Regions from separate parts of the Mus musculus genome. Here all the other regions are linked to region 4. The links are chromatin contacts, called in public Hi-C and HiChIP or PLAC-seq maps. All regions are on one chromosome and are shown on one strand. Each heading gives the region's core, a stretch centred on a gene start, on an enhancer-like site or on the middle of the called end of the contact. The rest is flanking DNA. Distances are from core to core; before and after follow the strand shown. Region 1 holds the start of Tsku (tsukushi, small leucine rich proteoglycan). Region 2 holds the start of Nars2 (asparaginyl-tRNA synthetase 2 (mitochondrial)(putative)). Region 3 holds the start of Myo7a (myosin VIIA). Region 4 holds the start of Rsf1 (remodeling and spacing factor 1).

The links. Hi-C and Micro-C count contacts between places; a contact is called where the count stands out from the background. HiChIP or PLAC-seq counts read pairs in DNA pulled down with a chosen protein or histone mark.
Region 1: an H3K27ac HiChIP or PLAC-seq map of extraembryonic endoderm stem cells shows a contact between it and region 4, with 10 times the contacts expected there. The contact joins the promoter of Tsku here to the promoter of Rsf1 in region 4. A contact is called at or near these places in 1 of 39 promoter capture datasets (liver) and 1 of 115 datasets of contacts at active chromatin or transcription factors (extraembryonic endoderm stem cells).
Region 2: a contact with region 4 is called in an H3K27ac HiChIP or PLAC-seq map of extraembryonic endoderm stem cells, with 4 times the contacts expected there. The contact joins the promoter of Nars2 here to the promoter of Rsf1 in region 4. A contact is called at or near these places in 8 of 39 promoter capture datasets (3T3-L1-derived adipocytes, the C10 cell line, the HPC-7 cell line and 4 more), 1 of 484 Hi-C or Micro-C datasets (CD4 T cells), 1 of 115 datasets of contacts at active chromatin or transcription factors (extraembryonic endoderm stem cells) and 3 of 9 other capture datasets (adipose tissue, liver and macrophages).
Region 3: a Hi-C map of muscle stem cells shows a contact between it and region 4, with 5 times the contacts expected there. The contact joins the promoter of Myo7a here to the promoter of Rsf1 in region 4. A contact is called at or near these places in 8 of 39 promoter capture datasets (HPC-7-derived erythroid cells, the SN4741 cell line, frontonasal cranial neural crest and 5 more), 6 of 484 Hi-C or Micro-C datasets (CD4 T cells, the G1E-ER4 cell line, cortical neurons and 2 more) and 4 of 115 datasets of contacts at active chromatin or transcription factors (acute myeloid leukemia, embryonic stem cells and pancreatic cancer cells).

What each region holds. Positions count from the first base shown.
Region 1 is chr7:98,358,614-98,364,468 of GRCm38.p6, reverse strand. Tsku (tsukushi, small leucine rich proteoglycan) reads left to right here and starts at 3,181. Exons shown (of 2, transcript NM_001024619.3): 1 at 3,181-3,227.
Region 2 is chr7:96,948,878-96,954,672 of GRCm38.p6, reverse strand. It overlaps Nars2 (asparaginyl-tRNA synthetase 2 (mitochondrial)(putative)), which reads right to left and starts at 3,146. Exons shown (of 14, transcript NM_153591.4): 1 at 2,729-3,146. The coding sequence starts at 2,869.
Region 3 is chr7:98,117,426-98,123,242 of GRCm38.p6, reverse strand. Myo7a (myosin VIIA) reads left to right here and starts at 3,750. Exons shown (of 49, transcript NM_008663.2): 1 at 3,750-3,967; 2 at 5,468-5,527. The coding sequence starts at 5,510. It overlaps Capn5 (calpain 5), which reads left to right. Exons shown (of 13, transcript NM_007602.4): 13 at 1-1,684.
Region 4 is chr7:97,576,192-97,582,026 of GRCm38.p6, reverse strand. Rsf1 (remodeling and spacing factor 1) reads right to left here and starts at 2,131. Exons shown (of 16, transcript NM_001081267.2): 1 at 1,922-2,131. The coding sequence starts at 2,123. It overlaps Aamdc (adipogenesis associated Mth938 domain containing), which reads left to right and starts at 2,530. Exons shown (of 5, transcript NM_001177945.1): 1 at 2,530-2,661.

The sequences.
Region 1 (5,855 bases), core at 1,932-4,431, 780 kb before region 4:
AATCCCAGCACTTGGGAGGCAGAGGCAGGTGAATTTCTGAGTCTGAGGCCAGCCTGGTTTACAGAGTGAGTTTCAGGACAGCCAGGGCTACACAGAGAAACCCTGTCTCAAAAAAACAAAAACAAAACAAAAACAAAAACAAAACAAAACCAAAGCCTTTCCCATTGAGACTAAAGACTACGGAGGGCCCAACAGTGCTTGAACATGTAATTTTTCACGTTGTTCTCCCTTTCTCTAAATGGACAGATAACAGCTCAGCTTTTGAAAGACCCACAACGTGAGGACTCCCCCACGTTCTGACTCAGGAGAGGCGACACCCCAAAATCACCAACGAGAAACGGTCTTGCTGCAAATTGCAAGAGGATTTTTATTCAAGAGCGCTCTTGGGCCCACGGTCATACACCACGCAGGGGTAGAGGACTGTGGCGCCCCAGTAGCTGAGTAAGGGGGTATTTAAAGGAAGGAACCACAACTCAAGGAGGTGGGAAGGGCGTTGTTGGAAAATACCGAAAATACCAGTTAAGAGTCACAAGAAAGTACAAAGTCACAAGTGCCAGGTTATCTCTCAAGACAGTTTCTAAGAGCCCCTAACAATCTAAGAGCCCCTAGCAATAGCACCTTTGCATAGTGGGTTCCAGCAATGGTCAGGGTGGGTCAGGGTGACTTTCTTTGAATGAACACTCTTTGAACCCAGGAAGCAGGTGGGTGGAGGAAGGAATGTCGCTATCTGTCTTATGATTAGCATACCTTGGAGCACTGAGTTTATTACTCTTTCACTTTCACTCAAACAAACAACAAAGTGAACAAGCGGAAAAAGAACAACCAAGGGATCAGTGAGGCCCTTCAAATAAAGTGTCTCTTGTATGCTATATACGCACAACCAGCAAGAAAGGCAGAGAGGGCAAAGAAGCTCCTTAGTAATTTAATACAAGAACCTTGACAGTCCTGGCTAACTCTTCTCTCAGTAGCATCCCTAAGGTCTCCTATCACTCTTGAACAGAGACGCCTCAAGCCCATTTCTGGTTCCATGTAGAGGCCGTTTCTTCAGATAGATCTTTCATTAGGCCCTGAAACTCATTATCTTGCCCAGTATGTTACATCTCAGAAACCAGCCATCAAGACCACTAATCATCATCAAGAACATTAAACCAGACTCTTTCCCCACCAATTGAATATGGCCAGTCAAAATTAACCTCGATGGAAGACCACAGAGCTGCTCTCTCTAAAGTCAGCCTCCTCTGGGAATTGAACACTGACCAATCAGAAAGAATCATTATCATTTGCATGGTGGGAACTACATGATGGGAACTCATGATGGGAATTCCATGATGGCTCATCCTAATCCAAGAGGATAGTGGCTGGTGAGATGACACGGTGAGTAAAAGAATTTCCCTTCAGTCCTCGTGACCTGAGTTCCATCCCTGGAACCCACACAGTGGAAGGGCTGGAGGTGAGACTAACACCTCACAAGCTGTCCTCTGACCTCTACAAATATAGGGACATCCTCCAAACCTGGAACAATGAAATAAATGTAATTTTATTTTTAAAAAATAGAAAGATGGTAGCTGCAGACAGGTATTTCTTTTTGACTCCCCATCTCCCTGAATTCTCCCAGTGTGTTCAATAAACCTATTCCCCTTCCCCTACTTTGGTCTAACTATTAATTCTTTCACCAACTCTACATCATTCCTCTTGTATTCCTACTCCATAGGAAGAGGAGTTCAGACTCTGCCCAGGAGGCTCCAAGAAAATTGGTAGTATAGCACTAAATTGTAAGGGTGACCCTGCCCACTTGGATACGATTTCAGACGAGGCCACAGTAAAAAGATTCCCCTAAAGACCTCCTATTCCCAAGGATGATGGATTTTTTTTTTCTTTCCCTCTTTTGGCTTTTTGAAACATTCTTTCTCCAGAGCTAGGCTTTCACACTGACAGTTATCCTGCCTCCCCCTCCTAGGAGACAGGGACCATTGTCCCCTCTCCTCATTAATAGCAGGGTTCAGCCCAGGTGAGTCCCCAGGGCCACATGGTGGAGGGAAGGGAAGGGTCTGAACAACCACTTTCTTCTGAGTGTGAACTTGACTTTGCTGACTGGGAACTTCCTTTTCCTCGGGCAGACACGCACAAGCCCAAGCAAAGATTTCTGTTTTTAAATAATAAGGAAGAAAGAAATGAAAAGACTGTGTGCAACAAGCCTGGGCCACGGCAGGGAAACATGGCTGGAGTTCCCCACCCAGGGGCCCTTTCCAAGGTGGCAAGTTCCTGGGAGGTCCAGAGACAATACCACACTTCCCTCTAACCCTTTACTTCCCTCTGGAGATAGGCACTGTCTGGGTATGTGGATAGAAGTACCTGCAGCAGGCAATTTCTCTCTTCACTCATGTATTTTTTTTCAAACACACACATGTCATATATCATATATATTTGCATATATATATATATATATATATATATATATGCAAATAATTTCGGCAGAAGAGGATGGAAGACTTAAGCCGCTACTACAGAGCAGTTTCCCTTCTTGGAAATCCAGCCAGAAGTTGACTTTCCCTCCAGGAAAAAAAATATGTCTGTTAAGTCTGTTGCTTTCTCCCTCACTTGGTGTCTGCCAGCTTTCCTGCTTTTGCTCTCTCTCTCTTCTGTTCTGCCTTGTCTCTTTTCTCAAACACACCCATTAGTGACTCTGGACCTTTTTTAAAACTTTTTTTTTAAGTGGGGTAGGGGAGAATTTGAGAGAAAAACCCTCACCCACCCATTCTTGCCAACTAATTCTGCTTTCCTACACACACACACACACACACACACACACACACACACACACACTGGCGACCTCCAGATGTTCCCGACCCAGCGGCCATCTGCTGAGATTACTGGGACGCGCAACTGAAGGAAGGCAGAGGGGGCAGGGATCCGGGTTGCAGGAAGCTGGGAGAGGCCTTGTGGAGTAGGAGGGAACCGCGCACTTTTTAGACGCTCCCTAGGGTGGAACCCGTGCTCGGCCGGCGGGGGCAGGGCTGCTAAAACGCCCCCCTAGACTTGCACTTTAACGACGCTCCCTGAGCTTCCTGGCCTGTTGCCGGTGCAGCCACTGGGTGCCGAGCAAGGGGAGCCCGGCGGCGGGCGGGGACGTGGGGCGGGACGAGCGGCGCGGAGAAAAGCGCCGGCCCATGGGCCAACGCCGGGTCGCCTAGGTGAGCGTGCCGAGGCGACAACTGCAGACCTGCCAGGTGGGTGCTGTCGGGAGGCGCAGCGAGATCGGCGCGCATTTGGAGGTTTGGAGCCCGGGACTCCAACCTCACCGCCCCATCCCGTGAGCAGGCCAGCGCGAGGGGCGGGTCCGGGTCCTGCCAAGGCCCCTCAACTTTTCCGGGACACCGAGCCATAGAGTCGGGGGAGCAAGGGTGAGGGCTTTCAGGAGACAAAGGCTCTGCCTGGGGGTCGTGGGCGTGGGCCGGCGCCTCCAGGGTCTTTGTAAGAACACGTGCATCTCACGGTACTGGGTCTTTTGTGGATTTGGGTTCGGAAGCCAGCATCTGCCTTGCCTTTGTGTGTGCGTGGCTTTGCATGGCTATCTCGCTCCAGTGTCCCCGTTTTGCAGCCTTGCGTTTGGTTGTGGGGACCGGTGGGCGCTCCTAGTGTCCGCATACGTGGTCTATGCTTGTCGACGTGTCTGAGTTGAGTATCTGTGGGGTATGTGCGCACTGAGAGCCCTGAAGCTGCCCCGACTCTCTGCTCCCTTTCTGTCCATCGTTTTCCCCCTACTTGGCTTCAAACTTTTCTCTGGGTTCCTCCGGCAACGCCTGTTGGCAGCCCTTCTCTGTCTCACCTCCGGAGGTCCTTTGAGCCGGGAGGGGATGAGATGGATTTGGTGGGTTGGGGGTGATCTGCAGTGCCTGGCGACTGGCCCGGGCCAGGACTGGGCGGAGCGTGCGGGACACCCTCACTGGACCCCAGTGGGAGGAGGGAGGGGACACCGCTGGTCTGGGCTCCGGCCTGAGGCCAGAGACCCGGGAATAGCGTACTGCTGGCAGTAGTCTGCTCTGCGCTCCGGGGACAGAGTGAGTGCGGACTGAGATCAGTCTGTTTGGTGGAGAGACTTGATTGGCTTTGAGTTCCGGCTCTGCTTTAACCCGACCCCAGAGTGAGGGGACGAACCTTCCAATCCAGTAGGTGAGAAAAGCCACGGTTTGTCTGCATCCGGCCTGCTCGCGGCCCCTAGCCCTGATTGGGCTGTGATGAAAAGGGGCTTTCCACACACTAGTTTCCCAAGGGATGGCCAATGGCTCACGTAGGGCACGGGCGTGTTGCAGAGCCCGTTGAGATTCGGTCACTGATGTGGATGAAGTGAGAAGAACTCTATGCCGTGGGAGCGGAGCGCACCGTGGTGGTAACCAGCGTGGCGAGCTTAGCTGAAAGCGGCTCCCGCCCACACTTGGCCAGGCTCAGAGGTGACTCAAACTTTGATCCTTTCTTGCTCCATGCTAGCCTTTCGGATAAGTCTAGACTTGCAAAGCCCTCAGAGTGGGAGGGGCTCCATCCTGTCCGAGCTTTTGATCCTGGGTGGCAAAGATAAGTCAAACACTTTTTTTCCCCAACCATCCACCCCAGTTTGTAACTTAGAACTTTGGTCAGTACTACCCCGTCGGAGTGGGAGTGGGGGACAAACTTGGGAAAGGCAACGATGGTCACTTTCTTTTCGTTTCTAGACCTTCCTTATGAGAAAGGGAGTGTGGACGGTCTCTGTACTCTCTTGATTCTCCTGATTACCAGAGATCGCAGAGCCTGGAAACAACTGTGTTCCCAGGCATCAGTTTGTTCCTAGGGAGGCTGGAATGCACCAGCCTGGAGTACTGACCAGTGAAAAGACAAAAGCTGGTGTCGCTTATCTTTTACATGACAGACTCGGCAAGAGATGGAATCCTGACCAATTTTCTTTTTAATTGTAACTTCTGGCTCACCGCAGAGACAATGTACTTGATTGGGTTCCCTATCCTTTCTCAGGACGCTGAGCCTGGGAGTTTCCTGAAGACATCTGGCCCCACTTCGGAAGTGTCCTGCCAAAGCAAGTGCTAAGACAGGCAGGTCCCATAGGAGCAGACCTGGCTGAGCAGGTGACTCTCTCTACTCAGGGGTTTGAAGTTTGCCAAGAGGTGGCAGAAGCTGGAAAGGCCTCCCACAGTACATGCAGGGTTCTGTGTGTTCTGGAAACAGCACACGGGTACTTCTCTTCCTGTCAGGGTTCAGGGTGTTGGGGAATAGGAGTTACCCAAAGGCTGGGAGGGAAGGCAGAGGCCAGTCGCTGAGCATCAGTCTGATCTCCCATTTGAGCCTGAGTGCAGAGAGCTGCTGGAGAAAACAGAACCATGGGGCTGGGGTGGGGGGTGTTTGATCATTTTTTCCTCTGGCCTTTGGACGGTGATGGAGTCTGGGAGGCCTGTCTGAAGGCAGGGTGCTGCATGTCTTCCAGTCAGGAAGTCTGGGAGTTGTGCTCTCCTTCCATAGCCTCTATCACCTGGCATGTGTCCTGTCACCTGTCTGATTCTCAGGCTCCTTTGAAGGGAAATTTTGATCCCTGTTCACTGATGGTGTTGTGACTGGTAAATAGCATAACAAATGACTACATGTGCTAATAAACGGAGATTGGTTTTTGGGTGTCTGGTTACATACATTGTGTGAATACAAGAGGAGGCAGAAATAACATGAACCCTCAACTTTAAACCTGGTTTAACCACTTAGCCAAACCCTTAGTTCCAGGAAGCACCCAAGCAGAAGGAAGCCTTTCTGTCCCTGTCATTTTCCTCCTCTGGTTTCTGCCCCCACCATGCTAGTATCCACGCTAGAGAGGAGCTCGGCAC
Region 2 (5,795 bases), core at 1,897-4,396, 630 kb after region 4:
ATGTTTTTGTTGCTGTTTGTTTTTGAGACAAGGTCTGGGGTCCAGCACAGAACTTAAGAGAGATCCGCCTGCCACTGCCTCCCATGAACTGGGATTAAAGGTGTGCGCCATGACACTCTGCCTCTATATTTTCACTTATGTGTATGTGTACGTGTATGATATATATGTAAGAGCAGGTGCCCAGAGAGGCCAGAAGAGAGCACTTGAGTCCCTGAAGCTGGACTTAGGGTAGTTGAAAGCCTCCCTGTTTAGGTTCTGCTAATGAACTCAGCTCCTCTGGAAAAAAAAAAATTCTGGTTCTCTAGGTCAGTACCAAGTGCTCCAACTGCTGAGCCATCTCTCCCACACACACATTTTAAGTGAAAGAATATCTACTACCTATTGGACATGTGTCATGTTAAAAATAAAAGCTTACTTCCTTTATATACTGTCTCATACTGTTTCCATCTCATAAAAGTCCTAATGATTATCACACCTCTCTTACAAATAAGTAAACGGTGGCTCCAGGCTGTTAAATACAGTGCTGATGAACTGGTGTTCACGTGTGAACCCAAGGTTATGTGACTACAGAGGGGCCGCAGAGCATGAAGTGTAACCTACTCAGTCTCCTGTACAGGGCACTTCATCGCACCCAGCCCCCAACGGCACCCACAGTTGCTCAGTCTCGGTCAACGGTAACTTCGAAAGCACCACTCTTATGTTCATTTGTTGGAAAGTTCATATGGAGCACTTCTTATGTGCTTCTGTCCTAAATTCTAAGTACTGTGCTATTTAATCCTTACAAGGGCTAAACAAAGTGGCTGTGCGCATTTGTGAAAAGAACAGACACTTAGAAAAAAATTTAAAAGATAATCCAGGTAGAAAAAAATTATCAGGTAGTACACTTGGAACTCAAATACAGTTACTATTCTGAAGTATCAACGAGCTTCGCTAGAATGCTCTTTCCTTCCCGTCCTGCCTGGGAACACATCCTGCAGCTATGTACAGTCCATCAGTTACCCTACCTGGGGATACCATCCTCCAAGACAGCCTGATATGCAAGTAACACCTTCTTGAGCTTCACACAGCTCAGGAACTCCCTGTTTTCTTAGAGCTCGTTATTTGTACCACTCATAACCACCACGTTGCTGTAAACTAGGGCTAAACAGGAATATAATGTGAGTTTTACAGAGTTAGCTCCAAGGATAACAGCACTTTCTGCTCCTTCAGAGGACCCACATTTGGTTCCTAGTACCTTCTGGGGAAGCGCACAGCTCCTTGTAACTCCAGCTCCAAGGGATCTGACACCACCTACGGATCTCCATAGGTATTCCTATCTATGTGTCATAAACTCATGCAGACACACATACACAAATACAAGATAAAATTAATCTTTAAAAAGATTTGTCCTTACATTAAAAGTAAAAATAGGTAATGAATAACATGCTATTCAATTATACTCTGAATATCATTCACATGTAAACAATATAAACATATTTTTATTTTTGAATATATTTATATTTTTATATTTCCTTACTCCTCAAAGTTATTATATATTTTACTCTTACAACACACCTCCATGCAGTTGAAACACACTCAGGTGCTCAGAGCCACAAGTTGACTAGCAGTTTCCATATTATACCACTAAGCACCCAAATAAAAGGTCTGTTACCTCCGTAGTAGGTTCAGTTCATCTTTGACTCTTCTTTTGTTCATCACACAAATCAAGGTACAAAGAGTACAGCAAACAGTTTTGATAACTTTTGATTGGGATCATGGAACAAGTAATAAACCCAAAGAAATGCAAGGAAGAACAGCTTGGTCATAGTGCCAGATATCAGGAATATGGGTAAGACCTATTAGTTTATTTCAGTAATTCAAGAGGAAACAGCCAAGCACCAGTCTTACTCTTTCTGTGCTTTTAGGAATTTATTCAAAGCTGTCACAAATAACAGCATCTAACACTGACTGAGAGGCCTCTGTTCTAAATAGCCTGTCTTCATTAACCCGTTTAATTTTCAGAACTCTCCAAAATATAGACTATTATCTCCATTTTCATAAGAGAAACTGGGGCCTGAGGCACTGTCGTGACATGCCTATAAGTAACAAGCTACATAGTAGGGCAAGCGAATTAAGCCAAGGCAACTGCAGCCCTTAGCTTGTCAAACTACAACATTCTGCTCTTTCTCCTAGTTTAAATACATGGAAATCTCAGGAGCCTGAGTGACTGAAATTGAAAAGGTATGGATTCTCCTGTGTCCAACTTGTGTACAATGAGCCGCAGTGAGCAACTGAGGATAGCTATGAATGCAGCCCAACACGGACTCGTAAACTTTGAGACTTTTTAACTGGAGGGTAGAGGCGGTAACTCAAGTATGAACTTGGTAGGTGGAGACCTCATGTTGCAATGTCAAAAGGCTGGACACACCTGGAACCACTATTTCCTGCCAGCCAGGTGAACAGGAAAAAAGGAAAGACAGAATTTCTGTTCTCAAGGAACTAGGGCAAAGCATCCCAAGTTATTACTATAAAACTAAATAAATAAATAAATAAATAAGGGAGTGTTCATTTCAACTTTTCCGCATGATTAAAGTGTTTACAAGAAACCCCTAGGTGTCATGAAAACTCAGCTGCTGCACTTGTGATCGTCAGAACGATTTGCAAAAATAACAGTGCGGTCCCAGAAGTGTAGACTCTGGAGACAGCTCAAGTCAAGCAAGCTCAGGCAGCAGTCTTTCCACACACCCACCTGCACCGTTACGCACTCCCCTCTCGCGTCCTGGACCCTGAGGGCGTCCCGCACGCGCATTTTGGCAGACGCGCGGGGCCTGGGGCAGGAAACGGAGGAACAGAGGCGCAGCGCGCCGAGCAGGCGCCGGGCCCCGAGCATGGCGAGACCGGACAGGGTTCCACGGGATGCCGGGCTACGTCCCGGCTCACAGTCCCCGAGAGCAGCCTTTTTCAGCCGCGCAGTCCTGCCGTCATGCGCTCCTGTCGCTCTTCCCTCCGCGCCCCGAGCAGTTCCCACGGGACCCCACCTCCGCGTCCCGCTCCCGAAAGCACAGAAGGTTCGACTACACGGAACACAGCGGTCAGTGTCACACCGTACATGGGACCGGAGTGCAGACCCAGACTTAAAGCACGTTGCAACTGAGCTACGTCACCCCGTGCTCGCTCTTCCGTCATCACGCTGGGTGGAGTCTGAGCATGCGTGATTGTGTCCGGGAGCTCGTGAGGCGCCGCACCGGTAGGGGCGGTGCAGGAGCTGAGGTGGGCGGGGCTAAGGCGCAAGGGCTGTCTCAGGTTTCTCAGAAATAGCTACTGTTGGGTCATCTCTAGGGAGACTGAGGAATACTTGTGGGCAGTATTGACAGATGCAGAAGGCAAGTGTCTGTGCAGAGTCTTAGGGGTGGAGAGGAGTTCTGAGCTCTGGGAAGTCAGTCTCCAGACGTAGTACCTGCTGAAGTCACTGTTGGGTGGTAGCCAAACAATTCGTTGCTTAAAAAGGAGCTTTGCCTGCCAGAATGGGCAAATCTTTTCTCTTACTTGCATTTGTTTGAAAAGAAAAAAATGGCCTTTGCATATATTCAGCTACATTTTAAGTTTACACAAAAATATTTTTTCGTAACTCAGTGAGACACATGATAATGCTTTTATCTAGTTAAACAAGAAAAGGTCAAAATAAGGACTAATTAAGTTGCCACGATGAGACACCATACATAGTCCTGTTCATCAAGGAGCTTATGATGAAAAGATGTTGGTTGGGGAACAGAGACAGAGAGGGAGAGATAGAGACACAGAGACAGACAAAGAGACAGTGAGACAGAAACCGAGAGAAACCATCACATTATACCCAGCAAGAGCACACATAGATATGTGTGTGGTAAGTGGAGTGGCGACCCAGAGAAAGAGATAATTAGGCTGAGTTTGAGGAAGGTTAGAATTTTTCCAGATGAGAATGTCAGAAATTTTCCTGTAAGAGGAGGACAGGAAAATCTGCTGGGAAGGAAAATGGCCTGAAAGAATTGTAAAACTCTTCTCTGGACAGACTTGAAAATATCTCCAATAAAAATACTTTGGGGCACTTCTGGAACCTTGAGAAAGGAAAAATCAAAAACTTGTAGCCTTCCAAATATGTAGAGATAGCTTATATCTTAAAGTATAAAAGTATATTCGATACCCCCCCCAAAAAAAAAAGTGAAACCAGCAACCAGCAAGCTCAATTTCTCTTCAGGTTAATTCTTCTGTCTCATCTTTCTTCCTCCTCTTTGCTCTGCTAAGTCTCAGGGAGACTATCTTCCTCTACTTAAGGCAAAGGGTTAATTAGGAAACTAAGCAGAGAACCATTGTTCAGTAACTCAAGGGAAAGGGACCCCAGTGGGTAAAATGGGAAATTAGCAGTGGGTAATCTAAAGTGTGTAGTGAAAGCTGATCACTGCCTGCAAGCTTTGTGCTCAGACCCAACTGCTCCCGTTTATCCTTTACTGTGTTAAATTCTATCTTCTGATTTGCTTTCAGTGTTTGGATCCACACGTCTGCCTTTAGATTCATCGCCTTCCCGATAGCAGCAGGAATGACATTTCTAACGTGAATGTTGTACCGTGCCAGCCATAATGATAGGTAGAGTGTCACAGAGTGGCTGTTCCCTGCCAAGAACTCCTCACGTCTTAACTCCATCATCACAGTCACTCTTGCTTAGAAGAAACTGAAGTTTAGAGTTTTTGCCGTATACCCCAAGTTACTTACAGTCTTGTTTCATCCATGTTCTTACTCATTTTGTTACCCTAGTGATTAAACACCCATGAATTGTTCCTCTTACAACATAAAGACTTGGCTACCAGACTTTCTCTGATTCACAAAGTTTCCTGAAGTGACTTGGAGTGAGAATCAGAAATGAAATGTCTATGGTGTTACTCTCTGCTATTTTTTTTATCTGTGCAGTGAATTCTGTCAGTGTTACCCCTAAACTCTGTGAAGGATTATTTTTTAAGTAAAAAAAAAATTTTTTTTACTTGTATAGGTGTTTTGCCTGCATGTGTATCTATCTATGTACCGAATATGTTCCTGGTATCCACAGAGACCAAAAGTGGATGTTGTATCTCCTGAAATTGGAGTCATAGACAGTTATGAGCTGCCATTTGAGTGCTTGGAATAGAACCCAGGTCCTCTTAAAGAGCATCCAGTGCTCTTAAAAACTGAGACATCTCTGTAGCCTCTCTGGGAAGATTTTTGACAGGGTTCTACACAACACACTTTAGCTAACTTAAACCAGAAACTTCTTACAATTCTTTCTTCTGTTCTAAGCTGACAACTACTTATGTTTATAATATATTCTCTTTCTTGAGAAGAATACCCCAGATTAAGAAGGCTCGGGTCTCATGAAACTAGATAAGACTTTGATTTTAAAAAGTATTCATACTGGATGCATTTAAAAGATTGTTTCAGTGTTGTAGCCTAAAGCATATTCATCTTGAACTTCACAAGGCCCTGGGAAATTGTTTTCTGAGTTGATGATCCAATTTATATGCCCTCTGGCAAGCTGTGGCAGTTCCCAGTTACCTTCGATGACAATTGTTAAACTTAGACTTTCCACTTTTTACCACAAGGGAAGCCTTGTGTATTAGTGTTTCAAAAGTTTATGTGTTGGTTCTCTTCTTCCTGTTCATCAAAATTCCATTTCAGCATAACTCCATCTTTTTTTCCTTCAGTAGCATAATGAACAAAGCCATGAACCTGGTGATCAGAAGTTCTTGCTTAAGTCTTGTCTGTATGACCCATGATGGAACTCTCAGGAAGTCACTTGAACTTTCAAATAC
Region 3 (5,817 bases), core at 2,501-5,000, 540 kb before region 4:
ATGCCTGACCCCCATTCATTTAGTTATTCAATATAGACTTGCCCAATTAGCCCATCGAGCCTCCCTAGGCTTCCCGATTCTCAGGTCTTCTCGGAGGCAGATCCCTTCCTGAGCTCCAGGCTCTGACTTCACCGTCACCCTCTGAAGAGCTATGATCATGCTGGTGAGAAAGTATGATTTCCCAACCTCTGCTTGTGGTGTTGGAAGGAGTGGCCTGGCCAGGCAGGTTGATGTAAGGCTATGGGAGACCCAAGGGGAACACATGCTGCCTCTGCTGAAAGACCCTGGGTTTTTCTTGGAAGAAAGGACTCTAGGGTGGATGGTACCAGGCCTTCAGGGTTAGATCATCTGTCAAGTGTCACCGATGGGGACTTCTCATGACCAGAGGGCTCTGCACCAGCATCCCCAAAGAGCCAAGAAGGCCACCATGCTTTTACTGTCCAGACCAAAATGTTGCTCTCAATCCCCAACATTTGATAGTCTTAGCATTTAAACAAAATCTCCGAGTGAGGGAGGCCAGCCCCCACATTTGTCCTCTGCAGGCTCATTTTGTTGAGCGTCTGCTTTTATCTTGACACTGAGCACGAGAGGGCACGGGTGGGTGCTCACAGTGGGACCTTCTTGGAGGAATCTCAGAGGGGGACAGAGATGAGATGTGCATTCCTGGCTGCCACCTGCATTCCTGAGGAACTCTTGTTTACTGGTGCTGTGGCTCACAGGTCCCCCTCTGTGCCCTCCTTCAGCTTCCAGGCCAGACTTAGTAGATAAATAGTAATAATAATAATAATACAATTGAGTTATCAGCCACAATTCCTTTTGGAACTGTTACACTCTGCCTCTGGTCCCTCCAACGTGGTCCTCTTCCTGGCTGGAGGTGCTGGATTCTGACTGCCATCTTGCTCCATGGTGGCTCTTCTGGCCTGGGACCCGGTCCACAGGAAGGGCTAGGAGCTGAATTAAAGATGAGAGCATCCCTCCTGCACACTGGGGCTTCCCTTCACCAGGAGCAAATCACTTCAACCTCCCGTGCCTCGTTTCCTCCCTCTGTAGCATGGGGCTCGAGACTCCTGTTTGTGAGGGACTCTTACAAGGATAAGAGCAAGGCCACACCACTTCCGCTGTGTATCAGTCTATCATACACTCCGCACGGTCACATGATCACTTCACTTCTCGATGGCTATTGCAGACCAAGACTGCAGTCAAGAAGGGAGGGTGAGCCTCACGATCTTGGGTCTCAGGGCCTGACATAGGGGTCTTAGCTCAGCCATATCCCTCTGAGGCACAGGGCGAGCAGGGACCAAGTAGCAGACGAGTCGATGCTTCACCTGGCATCTAGCCACTGCCTCCCACTTCTAGCAGAACTGGGTCAGCAGCCCTGTTCTTGCTTCCTCTCTCTTAAGCTAGGCCAGGCTGGCTCCTGGCTGTGAAGGAACTTCCGGTCCCCAAGAAGCCTTGAAGACTGGACAAGGGAGGACAGGGTGGAGCAGGGATAGCCGTGGCTTCATTTATCGTTTGCACCCAGGAGGCCTTGTAGTCTTCCAATTGCAGGAGATCAGCCCTACAGTGTATTCTACGTGAACCAACAGGGCCTGGCCTTCACTCCTCCAGGCCACAATGCCCTGGGGTCAAGGGAAAGGAACTCTGTTATCTTCTCAGAATAAATATTACTGCCGCTCTAGAGGGATCTGTCTGTTTCATTTTTCCCGTACCCCGCACCCCCCCACACACAAGGGTAAAGACAGAGGGCACAATGGGTAGCTGACCTCTGGTCAGAAGGATGAGCAAGGAAGGCCTTGGGAATCACAGATAAAAGCTGGCCTTGCTGGTTACCTAGTGAGTCAGAGCCCAGCTCTGTGGAATCCTTCAGGTTCCCTGCTTCCAGTCAGTGTGGGGCTGGCTTTGCTGAGCTCTGCCCATCTCAGGCCCTGGGGACATGGGGGCACACAGTTCCTGCTCTGCAGCAGCCTTCCAGCAACTGGGGAAAATGTACAAATCATGTCTGATCGAAGTACTGTAGTGTCCTTGATAAGCAGTGTCCCTAGGAGCTGACTCTTAGTCTCTGAGTTCAAGATCTGTGCCCTGTTCTAGTGGAGAGGAGAGACTTACATGCAGGCCACAGACGGAGGTGGCAGAGCAGAGATCCTGGGAAGGTGCGGTAGCTAGAGCTAGGAATTTATGGGCAGGGCCACGGGTAGAAGCTGGGTCGGGTTGTGGAAAACGAAATGATGGAATACGACGATAGATTGGATTTGAAGGGGCGAGGGTTGTATGAACTAAGACCAGTTCTGCAGTGGTTCAGATGTGGTGCCCTTAAGAGGCTCAGGTGCCAGAAACCAGTGCCCCTTCTGGATAGGGCAGAAAACAGGCAGAACCTGGAGAGGTACGGTGGAGCATGAGGTGGTAAGGACACACACCATCTCAGGTGGTTTGTTTTGGGGAAAACAAGCATGGATTTCTAGGTTTCTCCGATCGGGTGACCTGCTTAGCCGAGTTTGGGTGCTGAGGAAATGTCTCCGTTATGGTTCTGAGACCACTTTCTCACCCACCCACTGCCTTCCCAGCATGCACCTCAGCCTCAACGAAGCACACCTGCCCCAGTTGCCGCCTTGTCGATTGGGCTCTGGATGCTCCAACCTGTGTCTCTCCCACTCTGTGTAGGCTCATGCTACTCACCTGACTCATAAGTATCAGTTTCGTAGGTGAAGGCTGCGTTGGGTGCAAGTCAACCTTGGACCCTGGTCTCACTGTGGCACCCTGGTATGAGGAAGTTGACCGGCTTTTCCTTAGTCTTGTAGCAGTTGGCTGTGCCCAGCAGGTGGCACCATTGCACCATTGATTCTCCCCACTCCATACCACTATAGATTCCACCCCACCCTATTCCCCTCCCCACCTTAACCCACCCACCCCCACCGAAAAGCAGCTTTCCTGAGTAGATGTCCCAGCTGGCAAGTGTGGGCAGAAGAAGGGGCCAGGTCTCAGGAGGAGGAGGAGGAGGAGGAGGAGGAGGAAGAGGAAGAGGAGTCCTTCAGCCTCCTTCCTCATCTACCATGATGAGTATTTGTGTCCTGTTCATTCCCACCCACTCCCTTTTTTAAATCACACATTTAAATCACACACACACACACACACACACACACACACACACACACACACACACACCGGGTAAGTCTGTCCTGCGTGAGGTGGCTCCTACTCAGGTGGCTTTGCAAACTGTCTGGATAACAGCACACTCAAGACTCCTAGGACAGGCTGTGGGGGCCAGTTGTAGAGCCTGGGGGTGGGGTGCATCTTGGGGAGTCCTGGTTTGGATGTTGTGTCCAGCCAAGGCTCCAGGTATTGCCAAGCCTGCTCATTTATATGGTCTCTAGTAGTGCCCTGACGAGGGAAGCTGGGTGAGCAGGGGAGGCTACTGGGAACTGAGACCCAGCAAAATCATGAGGAAGATGGGACGTGATCAGGTGTCCTAACCATGCAGAGATGGCAGGTAGTAACACATGTGACAAGAGACCCTGAGGTCCTGATGGTTGGCCCCAGGCCCGAGGTTCCCACTGGCCAGCAGTGCCCCCTGGAGCTTCTATGCCTTGCATCCCTGCTGGTTAGCTTTACACAGCACCTTGGGCAACCTCTAGACGTTAGTCAGCAGCCCCAGCACAGCCCGCCCCTCATGCTGATGTCACCACATCCAGACCTTCGAGGCCCCCAGGGCTCCGCCTCCTGGGAGAAGGCTTTGGAGGGAGAGGGCGGGTGGCAGTGCAGGCTGGACAGCTGCCCTGAACAGAAAGAAAGAGTGACCCAGGGAGACAAGAAACAGAGTAGCCCAAGGGAAGCCCACAGCAGCAGCAGATCAAGGCTCAAGCTGGAGCTGAAAATTTGCAGGCTCCAGCCTCAGCTTCCAGAGTCCTCCTGACCTGTGACCCCTGGCTCCTGGCTGGGAGGTGGTGACTCGGAGGGTGTGGATAAAACCCAGGTAAGGATGGGCTGCCCTGGCTGGAACTTTTGGACTGGGGAGGAGTTACAGGCTGGGGCCTCCTCTGGAGCCTCTGCCCTTAGGTTCCTGGGACTGGACTCCCCTGAACCTACAGGGGCCTTGCCACCATAGGCATGGAAAGAAAATGCCCCGAGCCGTGCACATGGAGGCTTATGCCCTAGATGAGGGAATAGCTGAAGAGCACAGGGCCTGTGGAGTTGTTTCCGGGTTGGAGCTGGGTCAGGGGTATCCAGAGGCAGGGGTGAAAGATGGGAGTGGAGGCTGGGGGGGCAAGTGTGGATGCCTCTCTCTGCTTGGTCTTTTGGTCATCTCCCTGATAATCTATCTCTCCTTGCACACGTTGTTTCTTCTTTGTGTGCCTTACATTCTCTATCCGTGACCCAAGAACATGAAGGTTACCATCTGGGGTTGCCCAGGGGTCAAGGTAAAATCAGTTGTGGGTCTAGGGAAAAAAACAAAACAAAACAAAAAACTATGGTTCTTTGTTCTCAATTTGAAAAGCAACAGTCTTACACACTAGTCTAGTCTGGGATGGAGAGGTAGAGCCTCATGCATGGGGTAGAAGAGACCTGAGCTTTTCCATGGGTCTTCAGCTCTACCCTCCAAGTCTACAGTCCCAGTCTGTCCTGCAGCCTTGTACCAGCATGAGTGAGGCAGGGGCCAGGCAGCCTCTTCAGACGCCAGCTCTCATAACTACTGCTGCTGCCTTTGGGATTATCCCCCTGCCAGGACCCCAGCGTGGTGTAGGTCTCCCGAAGGACCATATGCCCATAGAGACCCAGGGCGTGGGGTCAGGGCTCAGGTGTCAGGCAGTGTCGTGGGCAGAGGATCAGATGTCCCAGTGCCTCTGAATGGACCCTTGTGAAAACTTAATGCTCACTCGAGGGGCAGGCCAGGCAGGGATGGAGGGGCCTCACACCAAGACCTATGGGCTGGGGCTGCTTCTGGTGACCACACTCGAGGCAGCAAATCCATCTCGAGCCTATTCCTGGGTCCAGCTCTGTGCTGGATGAGGTAAGAGATGAGGGCCACGAACAGGTGTTAGATCATTCTGCCATGTGTCCTAAAACTCCTAAAGCAGTCCTGAACCAGGAGCAGAGTCCAAATCTTACTTAGTGCCAAGTCTTCCCTGCCCTGCTGTGTGACCTTGGGTAAGAGATAGTCCTTCTCTGAACTTTGGGCAGCCTCAGGACATTAGTCCCTGTCCCAGCACAGCCCACCCCTCACGCTGATGTCTGGTACAGGGCTGACTACACTCCTTTCAAAGCCCTTTGGGATGACGAGGGCAGCTTTGGGCAGTGGAGGTGGTGACGGTAACTGAGGCTCTGGTCACATAGACTGAGCTTTAATCAGAAGGATGGAAACCAAGAAAGATTTCCGTGAGGGAGGAGGGGTAGGGGTGGGGTTGGGGAGGAGTCTAGGTGGCCCTGCAGATCCAAGCTGCCTGGGCTCAGGGCGTGCCATGGTCTCTTCCCACAGAGCTGTGTCTGGTCACTCCGGCAGGTGTGCTGACGTAGAAGCATGGTTATTCTGCAGAAGGTGAGTGCGTCTCCTCTCTCTCAGAGCTGCAGAGGGCCATGCTGGGTACCTCACATCCCACCCTGCATGTCCTCCTCTCTATGTGCTTAGCCATTGGAAACGGATTCCAGTTCTTCCTCTTGGCAAACTCCTACTTAGTCTTCAGAACCCAGCCGTGAGAATTCCCACCTCTGCCACCACGGCTTCTTTGGTTGCTGACACGTGTCTCTGGGCAGGAGTGATGATTCATCCCCCAGTCCCAGACATTCCAGACAGAGGAAGCACATGCAACGGCCCCAGTGTAGAAGGTC
Region 4 (5,835 bases), core at 882-3,381:
ATTTCCCCTCAAGTACTCACATTTTCTGACGAATAAATTACTATTAATTTTAAAGTATCCTAAAATTAAGTGAGGGTACTACTACACTTCACAGTGACTACTTTCTTCAAAAAGAATGTGAATATATTTTGATAATGAAATTAATACACTAGAAGCTTAATGTTTAAAGAAAGTCTGCAAAAAATCTTAACCTAAAGTAATTTAACTCTGATTTCATAGTTTAAAAAACTAGATTTTTATAGCCAGATACAGTCTAAGAACTGTGAACCAGTAAAGAGATGCAGAGCCTGGCGTAGTGACAAATGCCTTTAATCCTAGCACGAGGCAGGCAGAGGCAGGAGGATTCCTAAGAGTTCCAAGCCAGCATGGTATACAGAATTCCAGGCCAGTCTCAAAAGAGAAAGTGGAAAGAAAGTATACGACCATTGTACCAATAACTGCTGTAGGATTAATACTTAATAACATTGTATATCACACATTTTCTCTACAGGTAATACTTTGAATAAGTTCACACTTGGGTCTTTCCTTAGCTATGTAAATACATCATATCGGAAACGTATTTTCTATACAGAACAAAAAAGCAACTCTGCTTTCTTAGAAAGGTCACAGCTATCATGCCTTGTACAATACCCAGTCCACCCTGGTCATCTACGCACAGATCAAAAGAAAAAGAAGAAAAGAAGACCTATTTGGGAAACGTTTCTTCTTTTGCCAAGGGCTGTCGCTAAACAAAGGCAATGTTCGGAGTACACAAATTAGGCTTCTCCTAGGGAAATAAAGTACCAGAAAAGGAGCGGAATGGATCGGGACTAATAGGGGAGAGGGTTAGCGCTCAGCGTGTAAAGACTGCAAGCAGCAAACACAGCGCTGAGATGCTCCAGCAAAAGAACCACGACCAGCAGCAGCAGCAGGAAGTTTCAATGGGGCCGGGCAGAGCATGCGCCCTGAACCCGCGCGGTGGCCTTATGTGGAAGGAGCACCACTTGCGAACACCAATAATAGACCAGCGGCACCAGAGAGAAACATGAGCAACAAGCACCTTCTTCAACTGTTTCCCCAGCCATCTGAGCCCCTCCTCCAGCCTACAGACTAACCACCCCACCCCAGCCAGCAAATGGAAGAGTGACTTCTTCCCTTAAGCCCTGTAGCTGAGATAGGGGGAAGGGATAGAGAAAAGTGGAGAGATGCTTTTCTATTATTTTGGGGGAGGTGGTGAGGAGAAAAACTATGGAGGAGGAGATATTAACCCTCTCCTACCCAGAGCGGAGAAGCTGGGCCGAGTTCATTTCCCCTTCCTACGCGAGAATAGGGGGGAAGCCCCCTCTCTGGTCATAGACTCAGATCTCCCAAGGAGGAAGGAGTTTGGGGGGCTAGACCAGCCCTCCAGGGGACGGGAAAAGGCAGGAGCCGACTCTCTCGGGGGAGTTCCCACCACCGGGAGAGCGGAGTGTCCGCGGGCCCCCGCCCACTCAGGTGGAGTGAGCAGAGGGGGCGCCGAGAGAAGATGGGCCCAGCCTCCCGGGAGACGGTGGGGCGGATTGGTGGGAGGAGGGGAAGAGAAAAGCGCAAAGCTGGCCGGAACCTGCGCTCCCCTTCCCCCGCCACCTAAAGGGGTAAGAACTGGAGGCAACACCGGCGCGGGGGACCCGGCCCCAGAGCGTCAGGCCGGCACAATACCCCCTCCTGGGCCCTAGCCCACACCCGGTCCGCGACGCCCCCACCTCCGTCCCCGCGGGGCACGGTGGCCCTAGGGGGCCTCCGCCCCGCCTCCCCAGCACCCAGGAACCCCCGGGCTACGAGGAGTAGGGACTCCGCGGAGGCCAATCCCTGGCGAGGGACGGCCGCAGAGCCCCAGGGTATCTATGGAGAGCTAAAGCGCGCCAGGGCCGCTTCCCGCCGGGCTTTCGGGCCGATCGCTTACCTTCTCCGTTGCCGATGTCTGGCGGCGGCGCCTGCAGCACCCGCTCCAGCTCTGGGAACGGCAACTCGGGCAGGTCCAGCAGCGGCCCGTAGCGTTCCAAGAAGGAGCAGACTACGGCGAAGTTGGGGCACGAACCCGGGCAGCCCGGAGGAGCCATCGCCGCTGCCGCTGCCGCCGCCGCCGCCGCCGCCGCCGCCGCCATTTTGAACTGGAGGATGGAGGAGGAGGGGATGGGGGGGCGGGAGGAGTTGGGGGGACCGAGGGATGGCAGGGTAGCTTTACGGACGACAGGAGGCGCTCTCGAGTGGACGCCCCTGCGGCGGCGAGCGTCTCGCGCCAGGCGCCGCGATCCCACAATACCACGCCGGCCCGGAGCAGTCGAGAACTGAGTTAGATCGGGGACAGAGAGGCACTCTGGGCCCTTCACTTTCCGCCCTCTTCCCGTCCCCTTCCCTCTACGACTTCAAGGCTCCGACTTCTTCCCTCCCACTTCGGGGTCGCTACTGCCTCGTGTGACAGGGGGAATGAAAACAAGGGAAGCGGGGCGGAGAGGTTGGGGGCGGGACTTTCTAAGAACGATAGCCAATGGGGGGAGGGGGCGGAGCTTCGGGTGTGGGCCGGCTGAAGGCGAATTCCAGGCCTGGTGGCTGAACCGCTGTGGCTCAGAGTCCCTCGGCTAGCTGCAGGGAAAGGTGAAGCACGGATCCGACTGGAGGAACAACCGCGAACAGAAGCGCTGCGTGAGTTTTCTGCGGGATCTGGGAACGGAGACGACCAAGAGAGAGAGACAGAGAGGGAGTTGAAGAGAGACACCAAGATGCAGCAAAAGAGAATGGCAGGGAGGAGAGAGGTTAGGAGAAGGAAAGGTGCGGTTGTGGCTTGGCGCGGGACCCTGGAGAGAAGTCTCAGAAAGTTTGCTGAGGGGTGTTGCCCTCTCCTGAGTGTTGTGTGACCAAACTTTTCCTGGGGGGACGGTAAACACATCTCACCCCAGACAGAGCTCCCACCGACAGACCGAAGTACAGATAACACCAAAGTCCAACTTGGCGAACCAATGCGTTTTATTTTAACAGGAGCATGGATAAGGGGTCACTTACAGGAGCAGGAATGACTCAGAGACAGCTGCGACCCCAGGGCCCACCCCAGCATGGGTGACAGATTATAAAAACTGCACAGCCTGCAGGCAGCTCACTGCGTTGGCATGTCCTTTCCAAGTGACTCTGGTCTGAACCTCTTCCAGGCAGCTCAGCTGGCTTCTGCTCCTCCCAGGCAGCTGGTCCCATCTCAGAGTCTTCTTTGCAGTGCAGCTTGTCTGAGAGGCTTTTTTTTTTTTTTTTTCAGCTCAACTTCCTTTAGTTTGAGAGAGACGATCACCTTTTACTGTTTGCTCTGACAGAGAGAGACCTAATGAATCTGGTTAGTTTCAGGGACTTCCTGAAGCTGTTTTGAGTTGTTTTACTGTCCTGTTTAAAGAGCTTCCTTGCCAGATGGAACCGGTGGACCAGGGCCTAAGGTACTCTGTGGATCACTAATGAGGAATTGCCTCTGCTGGGTGACCAAATCTGAGGAACCACTCTCTACTCGGGAACTAAGATGCTAAGAAGACTCTGGGCTCAGCTCAGGCTCTAAGTTGGCCAAGGTCTAGAGGGTGAGCTAGGATTCTACTTAGAAAGCTGGGAGTTCGCTGCACAGCAGTAAGCTTGTTAGGAAGCAGAGTTCTACTCCATTCCAGAGTTGGTTGTAGCATTCTCTCAGAAAGAATCCCAGAATGGGGAAAGTCATCAACAATGGAAAATAAATAGAACCTGCAGCTTAGGAAGCAGTATACTGTATGCTTAGGAGCAGGAAGTAAGTTTGAGTTGAACCAGACTTGAGTCCTATCCCTAATTACTTTATAACCTTCCGAAGTTTCTTTGTTACTTTGAACTTTAGTAAAGTGAATAATAATATCTACAGCATGGATAGTTCACAGTAAAGTGGTTAGTATGTTTTTCTGTCACATTGAATGTACTTTGAAAGATTCCTTCTTGTCCTGGCAGGTGGCAGAGTCAGGAAGAACTCTGAGTTCAGGCTATAGAGTAAGACTGTTTCAAAGAATCAAATCTTTCTTATAAAAAAATTATAATCTAGATTGAATCCAGCTATATTGAGCCTACAATTTATTACATTATGCCAAAATTTTAAGAATATATTTAAAACTTACATAACACCTACTTCCTAAAACTAAAGCAACACATATTCTAAATCAGATTAAATAGGAAAATGTGTGACTAAAGAAAGTTTTTTTTTAATAGGCAAATAATTATGCCAGGAACATGGGCATTGGCTTCACAGATAAACATTAAAGAATGTTATGTGTTTCCAGGTAAAAAGAGGGAAAACCATAATGGTCTATATCATTTTCATTAGCAAAGAAACTCATTTTTCAAGAGGAAAGAAGTTCTCTGAAAGTTATTACTTAGAATTATGATTCTTTTAAGATATTATCTGTGTGTGTGCAGACATTTGCGCTATTTGCCTGCATGTCAGAAGACAGCTTTGTTGAATCACTTCTGTTCTTCTACCTTTTATGCGTGCTCCAGGGAATGAACTTGAGTGGCCAGGCTTCCTCTGTGAGCACCTTTATTTACTGACCATCTTACTGGTCTTTAAAATAAATGTTGTCTTCAGATTTATTTTTTCTTAGTTAATGTATGTGTGTGTGCTTACCTGAGTTTATTATGTGCACTGCATGTATACAGGTGCCGCTGGAGGCGAGAAGGCATCGTTCCTCTAGAATTGGAGTTATAGGTGTGGGTACTGGCAACTGAACCCTGAGTCGTCTACAAAAGCAATGAGCAGTAACTGCAGAGCCATCTCTCTAGGTCCAAAAATAATGAGTCCTTTTATTTTATTATTTCACACAGGGTCCCATGTATTCCATTCTGTCCTCCAACTTCCTATGTAGATAGGATGGCTTTGAACTTCTGGTCCTCCTGCCTAAACCTTCCGAACATTTGTATTACTGATGTGTGCAACCATAACCAGTTTGTTTGTTTGTATTTTAAATGATCTTGTGTTTATGTGCACATGCGTATTGCGTAATCCAGAAGAGAGAGCATCAGATCCCCTTGTAAGCCACAGGATTTGGGTGCTAGGAACCATAGGTTCTCTGGAAGAAGACCAAGTATGTTTATTCACTTAGCCATCTATATTTAGCCACTGGAATAGCGAGTCTTAATCTGATCAACAAACCCTCAAATCAAAAATGCCATTAATCCCAGCACTAGGGAGGCAGAGGTTGGTATGTCTCTGTGAGTGCAAGGCCAGCCAGGTAATTCTAAGGAAGCCAAGACTGTGTAAAGAGACCTTTCCTCTCTCTAAGAGAGAGAGGGAGAGGGAGAGAGATAAAAAAATTACAAAGCACAATATGCTTAATAGTACTGAAAATGATTTAAATGGTTCTCTTTTATGTTACATATATTTTACTACAATAAGGGTTTAGGTTTTTTGTTTGTTTGTTTAAGTTTCTAAGAAAATATGGTTGTAGCGGGATGTGATGACACAGGCTTTTCATTCTAGGACCAAAAAGCAGAAACAGGCAGTCTCAGGGCTCAAGGCTAGCCAGGGCTACACAGTAAAACTGTCTCAAATAGGAGAGAGACAGTACAGCTGAAGATGGCTTGCAGTTAAGAGAACTCTTCCCAGAGAACCTAAGGTTAGACTTGAGGACCCAGGTTTGGTTCCCAGTTCCTGTATCCAACAGCTCCCAACCACCTGTAACTCTAGTTTTTAAGCATCTGGTGCCCTCTTCTGGCTTCTAAAGTCATCTGCTCACAGGAAGTGAAGTATACATACACTCAGGCACACATATATACTCATAAATTAATAAATACATTTGTTAATAAGAGGAAATATAGCTGTGGATTATTACT